Linked DNA regions of Rattus norvegicus: region 1 is linked to region 2. The links are chromatin contacts, called in public Hi-C maps. All regions are on one chromosome and are shown on one strand. Each heading gives the region's core, a stretch centred on a gene start, on an enhancer-like site or on the middle of the called end of the contact. The rest is flanking DNA. Distances are from core to core; before and after follow the strand shown.

Region 1 (3,817 bases), core at 317-2,816, 61 kb after region 2:
CTCCCTGCCACACCTCTTAGGATCGCATCTGAGATCCCTGTAGAGACGTTCCGAATGCAACCCATCATGGAAGGTGCTTTGTAAGGGCAACCTCCAGTGGCTTCCTGGAGAGCCTGAGTCACTGATGATTTCCTTCCCAGGTACACTGTACAAGCTCTTGTGCAGCAAACATTAAATGGCACAGAGAGTAGAGGTGCCACGTTCCTCCCTGCTAGGCTTTTGATCAGATTCACCACTTACCCACTTGTTGGAGGTAGACTCTTCCTATTGAGAGATCTGAGACTTCTTCTCAGCTTGCCTTTTTCTATATCACAAATATTTTCAAACGTTCAAACAAGTGTAAGAGCTGTCTGCGAACACTCCTGCGTAGTAACCACACCAACTCCCCAGCTGTCAGAGCTTGTCTCACCTGTCACTTTGCTGTTGTAGCTGAACTACTCATGTTTCCCGTTTCATGTCATTGCCTTCATACTAAGTTATGTATCTTTTTAACAGTGTCAGCCCCGGGTGGAGATGTGGCTCAGAGTTGCCTAGCAAGAGCCAGGCCCTGCGTTCAGTCTCCTAACCACCAGAACAGAGCAGCGTCATCATCACACCTAAGAACACTGTAATTCTTTGCTGTAGTCCACCAAGCATTTCAGGACTCAAGGTTCTTTCTGCTGGGGTAGAAGTCAGGTGGAAATAGGGTCGGGTGATAATTAAAGTAGGATGTAAAGTACAATGGGAGAGTGGCTGGGGGCAGAGGCAGAGAGTGGCAGATGTCCAGAAAGAGAGGTTAAGGAAGTTGTCATTTGTTGTGAGGGGCTTTCTTAAAGTCGACAAGACTGAGCCCCAGCGGGATGTTCCTGGATCATTGCATTGCCCACCTCTGACATAGTGAACCATATTTCTCTGGAGAATTAGGTCAGAATTGGGGCTGCTGTTTCCCAGGAACTCATGAGCTAGAAACCAGCTTTAGCCATGGAGGATGTTCCATTTGTGACACATGGTGGGCAGTGTCTGATAGTCTAGCAGTTGTCAATACAATAGTTTCTGTGCCCTCAACCAAAGAACCCTGCCTCCTCTTGGTTCCTCCCATATCCCCCCACCCCCACCTCCACTCACAAAATAGAGAATGGCTTTGGGGGGAGTTTGTTTTTAGTGGGCTTGCTCAAAGGGGGCTTTATGTTTATTTTCCAAGTGGCCCTCTGAATGTTGTGTCCATTTATCATGCCTGGCCACCAGCCCTCCCCCCTCCTCTCCATCCTGAAAACCTAAACTTGATCAAACTCTTCCTAACGACTACCACATGTCCTTGCAGGGTGCAGGGACGGGATGGGGGCTGGGAGATGAAGGCATCCTCCCAGGAGCACAGTAGCATATTAAAATTCAATGGCTTAGTCATCAGAGTGTTCAACCCCAGCACCAAAGAAAAATAAATGAATGTTCTGTAACAGTCTTGTGGGTCTCAGAGGAAGGAGGAATAGTGGGAGGGAGGGGAGAAGAGAGCTTGTGGATTTTAGATAGAGGAGTTCAGGGCTGTTGAGAACAATTAGGGCCTTTGCTTAGAAATAACAAGACACACTACTGTTTTCCTGCAGGCTAAAGACGTACACTGCACCAGGGCTAGAAGGGCTCAGTCTTTTACGCCGACTCAGCTCACAGACGAGGAAATGAAGGCCAGGAAGGATAAAGCTACTCTGAAATCCCATGATGAATGCGGGGTAGAAATGGGACCAGACTCTCCGTGTTCTTTCTAACCTATCCCCACAGAGACTTTCTGTTTGCTAGAAAGTTCATAGAAGGTATCCAGGGGAAGGGACTCTGTGAGACATCTCTAGGAAAATCTGTTTATGGACTGAGAACTTTTCTTGGTATATCTTCCAGAAGTTGAAAGATTCACTGTGCTGAGGGTGTCTGCTTTAGCACCTCCTCCTAGTTGACTTTCTCTCCTCTGGTGACTAGAATGCTGCTTGGGCCTGCTGTCCTTACTATGCACCCCCCCCCACCTCTCTCTCTCTGGAAGGTAAAGGGCCCAGCCAGGATGCCTGGGAACCATGGCCCATGACTCCTTTCCTAAGGACATTAAAAGCCTGCTTCTAAGAGTGTTTCAGGTGTTGTTTTTCTCTTCTCCCTGCATCTTCTTGGCAAGAATAGGCCAGGTACCCTTTCTTCTGTTTGCTTTTAGGTGAAGCCACTGAGTCATAAGAAAGTAAGGTAACTTGGTAAGCCTTGAGTTGGTTGTGGAAGAACCAGCTTTGTATACACATCTTCTCAATCCTCACACTCTAAGCTGACTTTGGTGAACAAGGATGTTGAATAGAGGCATGAAAAATCTTTAGGCCAGAGCAGTCTTTGATGGAAAGGAAGCCGAGCCCTCCACCCAGGATAAGGAAGCAGAGCCACAGTGGGGAGGGCTGTGACTGGGGCTGCAGGCAGTATTGCCCCAGCTGCAGGCCCTATTGCCCCAGCTGCAGGCAGGAATGTCATATCCACCCTGGACTTCGAACAGTTCAGTGCTCTAGAAGTGGCTGGTCCAGAACAAAGAGGGCTTTGTAGTTGGCCAGTGTATCGATTTTGAGCTTCTCTGTGGGTTTCTTTAGTCAGATTAAGGAGAAAAAGCTAAAGCTATATAGAGAGTAACCATCCAACCAGCTAGATACTGACAGCCAGATTTTTTTCTAAGCAAGTTTGAAAGGCCTCCACAGAACATCTGGGCAAATTCCTATGAATGTGGGCCTTAAAGTATAACAGCCAAAGGAATGGGTTCACTCCTACATACTCTGCTTTGGAACAGAAATGCTCACTGTACGACCTGATAGCCTCTCTTCTGATCCAGAGCACAGGGAAGGAACCATGATCCGACTGCAGCATAGACTTGAGGGGCCATTTAGTCATGGAGGTCAAGCAAATTACAGATCTCTTCTGAGAGGAAAGATCCAGGACTGCGAGAGCTAGAGAGAGCCAGACCCATGGTAGCCTCGCAGCCTGAGCCCCATACTCTGTACTTCTCATCCAGGTTCCTCTCCACGCTGCCACTAGAAGGTCAGGTGTGGCACCAGGACTCCCTCCACACTTTCGCTGGGGACTAAGGCCAGTGTCATCCCTTAGAGAAGGTATGGGAGCCCTTCTCTGGCAGACTGTTAGAGCAAAGCCAGTCAGGTGCCAGCCCCTGGGGAGGTCATTGTGGAGAACGGTCTTCAGCCTCCAAGCAGATGGGAGGGAACGGGGGGGGGGGGGGGGCCGGGGATGAACTGATTGTTTCAATAGGGATGTAAAGGCCAACTGCTTCTTGCTCTACAAGAAAAGAGGCAAGCCTAGCTCACCTACCTTGTCTCCCACATCTGTCTAGCGTCCCAGCCTCTCTGCAAACCCCCGCTTTCTACTTAGAGAAACTCTGGCTAAGGGCAGCAGGTGATGGAAAAAGCAAAGCCTGACCAGACGAGTTGTTCATCAGTGTGGAGAGAAGGGAGGCTGGGCCACTGAGATGTACTAACTCAGACCTGAGGACCAGCAGGACACAGAGTAGACACATTCATCCATAGAGGACACTTTCTAAGACCCTAGCAGCAGGTACCTCAGAATCCCACGGATAGTGCTGTATGTTGTACACACACACACACACACACACATGCACACACACACACACACACACACACACACAGAGAGAGAGCAGAGGACCTTTTCTATTTTAAGTGAGCACTTATGCACTGTCGCTTTAACTCTTACAGTTTGGATGTGGGTGTGAGAGCACAGATTCCTTTTTCCTTCTTCACAAATTCACAGAGTATGCTTTTGCAAAAGACCTTAGACTCAGCATGATTGTTTTCTTTTCCTT
Region 2 (4,176 bases), core at 1,355-3,854:
GGCATTCTAAAAGCCAAGATGCAGAGCTTGTTGTCCTGAGGTGTGCAGGCTTTACCTTCTCCCCTCAGTCTCAGAGTTTGAGTAGGACTTGGGAAGGTTAGGGTGAGAGGTGAGATTAAATGAGATGGCTCATGTCCTTCTCCTCCCTGCCACCTCTCAAATCCCAAGGAAAATCAGCGAAGTGTTCCAGGTAAGGAGGGTGCCTTTGTAAGAACTGGGGACCTGGTGGCTTCTTCTTCAGCTCAGAGCTGGGAAGATCAAGTTATACATGGAGATAAAATTGGAAAGCAAATTGCTCACAGCTGTTCTTTTGGACTTAATCCTCCCAGGGCAGGCAGGACAAGCCAGAACTGCGCTGGGATTCAATACAGGAGTGTCGTACAAGGCCCTGGGGTAAAGCTGGCCTGAGACTCATCAGAATAGCCCCCTGTCCTGGGACCTTTGCAAAGTCTCCCAGATGATATTGTCTACTTAGCTAGTCTCTGAGGAGAAAGTGGTTACAGTGCACTGGGTTAGGAGCTGGGAGGAAAGTTCAGTTTGGGGTGCATCATTTGTTCAGCAAATATTTACTGGAGACTTTGTGTGGACTGGGCAGTGTTCCAGGGAGCGTGGCAGAACAAATGAATAAAGTCCTGAAAGGGAGGTGCTGGCCCTGCTGAAAGTGAGGACAGGAGGCAAAATGGAGAAGCCACAGTGAGGGCCCTCATGACTGCAGAAAGCAGCTCCCAGTAGAGAGAATAGTAAGTGTTCTGGTTGCTGTGGAGAGCACTGAGATGAGCGTGAACAGAAGGAGGGAGAAGAGGAAACAACACAATGTTTGGTACAGCAGTGCCCTGTCTTTAAGGCTGACTGCTGTGCTGAACGAGCTGGTTGGCACAATCGATTCGCAGTTTAAGGATATTCTCTCTGCCCTGTTGGGAATGGACTTTAGTATCAGGTGTAGAAATAAGGTGATCGGGTAAGAGGGTTTTGCAATCACTGAGGTAAAAGAGGGGGGAACTTAGACAAGGTAATGGTGAACTTGGCCAGGGTGGTCATGGATGTGTTTATAGTCAGGGCCAATGGTATTTACCTGCAGTCTCATATGTGAGGAAAAACTGAGTGACAGTAAAGCTTACGGGCCAGGCTTCACTGAAGCATTGAAAGGGCAACACTAAGCCAGAGACGCAAGTATAGATTTGGCTGTTTGTCCCCAATTTAACCTACAGAGATAGTAAGTAGGAAGCTGGGTAGGAGGTGAGGCCACCTTACGCTTTTGCAGTTGTGTAATAAATTGAATAGCTGTGCTAATTTGCCCTTCCAGGGACAGAGCCAGCCAACAGCCTCCATGAAGGCAATGAGCTCTGCTGTCTCCCATTATTAACATGCGGTCTGTTTAGTTAGGTCCACCTGCTCTTTGGACTACTTGTTACTTTACATACATGTTCTTCACTTTTGGAAAAACTAGACCCCATATTCAGGCAGCTTTGGATTCAGACAAGTGAGTCAGGATTGATACAGAAAGAGTGTTCATAAGATACTGTGTGTATCCAAGGGCCTGCTCCTCAGAAGGTGGGGCCATAGGGTAGATATGGATGGAATCTTATGGTTGCCACTGACCGACCACCTGGCGTCTCAGTTTTCCTCTACTATTAAATGGGGATATCACAGTTCCCATCAAGTAGCTTTTTCATTAATTCCCACCCATAGATTCATGGTATCATCACCTGGAAAGCTTAAGAATAAATGCGTGTGTGACTAATGTAAGGCCTTTCCTTCAGAAACTCTGAGGGAAATGGTGTGGAAAAGGGCTCCGATTGCGTGGGTAGAGTGCTTGGGAACGTCTGGTGTACGGCTAACACTCAGACATTAGCTATTATTAGTGGGCAGAGCATCACTGTTCTGGAGTGCTTGCTTCTGCCCCACCCAGGCTGATGGCTTTCCTTCACCCCTTAGCTATGATGCTTGGATCTCTCTTCAACTGCAGAGTTCCCGAGAGAGCTCCAAGAGAAGCCTGGAGTACTGGGCTTACCTGGGAAGGGCAAAGTTAGATCTGAAGCGGCAGTGCCGCCGTGAGGTCATGATGTTTAATCTACTGGTAAAGCTTCTGTTAATTACATCTTTAGGATGCAGAAACTGTGTAAAGAGGTTAAGTAACCGGCTCAGGTCTCACAAGTCACATAATGAAACCCAGGCAGCCTTCCTCCAGATTCTTGGTTCCCAACCACACATGTATCCTCCTCTATCAGAGGAGCCAGCAGACTATAGTGTCAACTCCCACGTCCAGCACGTAAACTATGCAGTGCTGAGCTTTACAGGGTACCTGGGCCGTGTGTTTCACATGTCTTGGGTCATGTGGTTCTGCTATTGTATGTATTCTCTTCACTCATTGCATGTAGTCTTGCTGAAGAGACTTGACGCTCAGAGAACCCCCTGGATATTATTGATAAAAACAAGATGGCCTAGCTTGAGTCCTTCTTCACTCTGCTGCCTCCCTGCTTCCCTCAGGAGTGCCTGGGTGGAGAGAAGCACAGGGCGATTTTATTAGCAAAGAAATGATGGGGTTGGTAAAGGCCCAAGCACCCCTTATGCTTAGAACAGGGAGCCATTTAGGTGCCTTAAAATAGCCTGCCTTGGTGGGGTGCTGGCCTGCCACACGGGCTGTGCTAGAGGTGCTCCTCTGCCTATTTAAAGCTGGAACCTTCTGTCCATGAAGTGAATGAAATAACCTCCGAGAAACTGAGTGGTTGCCTAAAATAGTTCAAGGGGAAGAATGTTTGGAGGCCTCTGGCTCCTTGAGTCCATTTTCCTCTGGATTTATGTCACCTCAGAGAATGCCTGGCCTCTTCTTGTTTACTCTTTGGGCTCTTCCCTTTCTACTGTCCTTGAGTCCTGTGTCATCCTAAGCCAGAAGCATCTGTCCTCTCAGAAAGTAGCAGCCTTTCCTGAGTGACTAAGTTGGGGCCTTTTCTGCATTTAATTTTTCTCTTATGGGGGAGGGAGTAGTGAGAGGCCATTTGTTTAGGACTTGGCTGTTTCTCTCCTCTGGCTGCAGAGTTTCCAAGCCTTGCTCTGAAGTGAGTTTTATTTTTCTTTATTCACTCACACAAGGGCTGCCCCAGGGAAGCCAGGGGTTTCTCACAGCCTTCTTCTTGTGGTGCCTAGGACCATGTATGGAAAGCTTTAAAGTCACTCCTCAATAATGTGGCTGTAGCCACATGTGGGTCATTAAGTTTTAAACATAATAAAATCCGATACGGTTAAACAGCTCACACACAAGCCTCCTTTCCAGTATGCCATCAGCGCGCATGCCCAGTGCTGCTGGACAAGTCAGATATAGAGCACGTCCATCATCACAGACAGTTCTATGAGACAACATGCCATTAGACAGTAGGTCACCAGCTGGTCACTTGGGCCAGCTTTCTGGGTTTTCATGGGTCTAAACATTTTAACTACTCCCCAGCTTCTCAGAAAGCGCTCTGTTTGCAGAAGCAGGAAGATTCATGGAAGGAGAGATTAAGGTCATTGATTTTTGTGGCTCTAACCTTTGGACTCTCACACAAGGTTATGTTTTATGGTTTCTAAGTTGTGTGGCCTAGGGCAAGTCACTTAGCTTCTCTGAAAAAGTTCCCTTGTCAGTGAAATGGTTTTGGAAATACCTCATGGGGTTTCCACCAGGGTTAAACAAAATGGTGAAATGTGCATAGAACAATGCCTGTTGCAGAGCTGACTAACCCTTAGACACTCTAAAGGGATGGAGTTGATACTATTGCTGCTCCTGTCACTGGGACTTGTGTCCTCTGGTTTAGGGTCTCCTTTCAGACTCTGGATCTCCTCTCTGGTTTATTGAATGGCCCCCTGGTCACATCAGACAGTGTTTGTTCTTTAGAGTTCACTTTCCCTGAGGAACTGCCTGTTCCTTCCATGCTCTGGGTGTGTTTTTTTCAAGGGCCTCTTGCCCAGAGCCAGCCTGTCAGCACTACCTGGGATGCTACCACCAAAACCTTGGGTGACTGTAGGAAACTCTTGAAAGTATCCCAGGGTTCCAGGTTTTGAGTGTCTCGTGTGCCCTGTGTACCTTCTATCCCCTGTGCTGTGAGAATTGAGACAAACAGAGCCCTTGTTGGGCTCTTGGCTAAGGGGAAATTTGGAAGGAATATCTTTGGAATCAAGAGAGGCCTCTTGAGCTATAGAGAG

Evidence for each region. A called contact is a pair of places that touch in the nucleus more often than the background predicts.
Region 1: a Hi-C map of the A7r5 cell line shows a contact between it and region 2, with 2.0 times the contacts expected there. The contact joins two enhancer-like sites. A contact is called at or near these places in 5 of 12 Hi-C or Micro-C datasets (the A7r5 cell line, Schwann cells, hepatocytes and 2 more) and 1 of 1 datasets of contacts at active chromatin or transcription factors (oligodendrocytes).

Annotation. Positions count from the first base shown.
Region 1 is chr3:110,483,810-110,487,626 of GRCr8, forward strand. All of the region lies in intron 1 of Abtb2 (ankyrin repeat and BTB domain containing 2), which reads left to right. LOC120101612 (a long non-coding RNA gene) reads left to right here. Exons shown (of 2, transcript XR_005502310.2): 1 at 1-3,817. Among named protein-coding and RNA genes, the nearest start is that of Abtb2, 76 kb to the left of the region's middle. Within about 2 kb of position 1,567, at least 33 of the 93 cell types and tissues checked have an H3K27ac peak or open chromatin away from gene starts, as enhancers often do.
Region 2 is chr3:110,421,312-110,425,487 of GRCr8, forward strand. The region is part of intron 1 of Abtb2 (ankyrin repeat and BTB domain containing 2); the gene reads left to right. LOC120101612 (a long non-coding RNA gene) reads left to right here. Exons shown (of 2, transcript XR_005502310.2): 1 at 1-4,176. Among named protein-coding and RNA genes, the nearest start is that of Abtb2, 14 kb to the left of the region's middle. Within about 2 kb of position 2,605, at least 13 of the 93 cell types and tissues checked have an H3K27ac peak or open chromatin away from gene starts, as enhancers often do.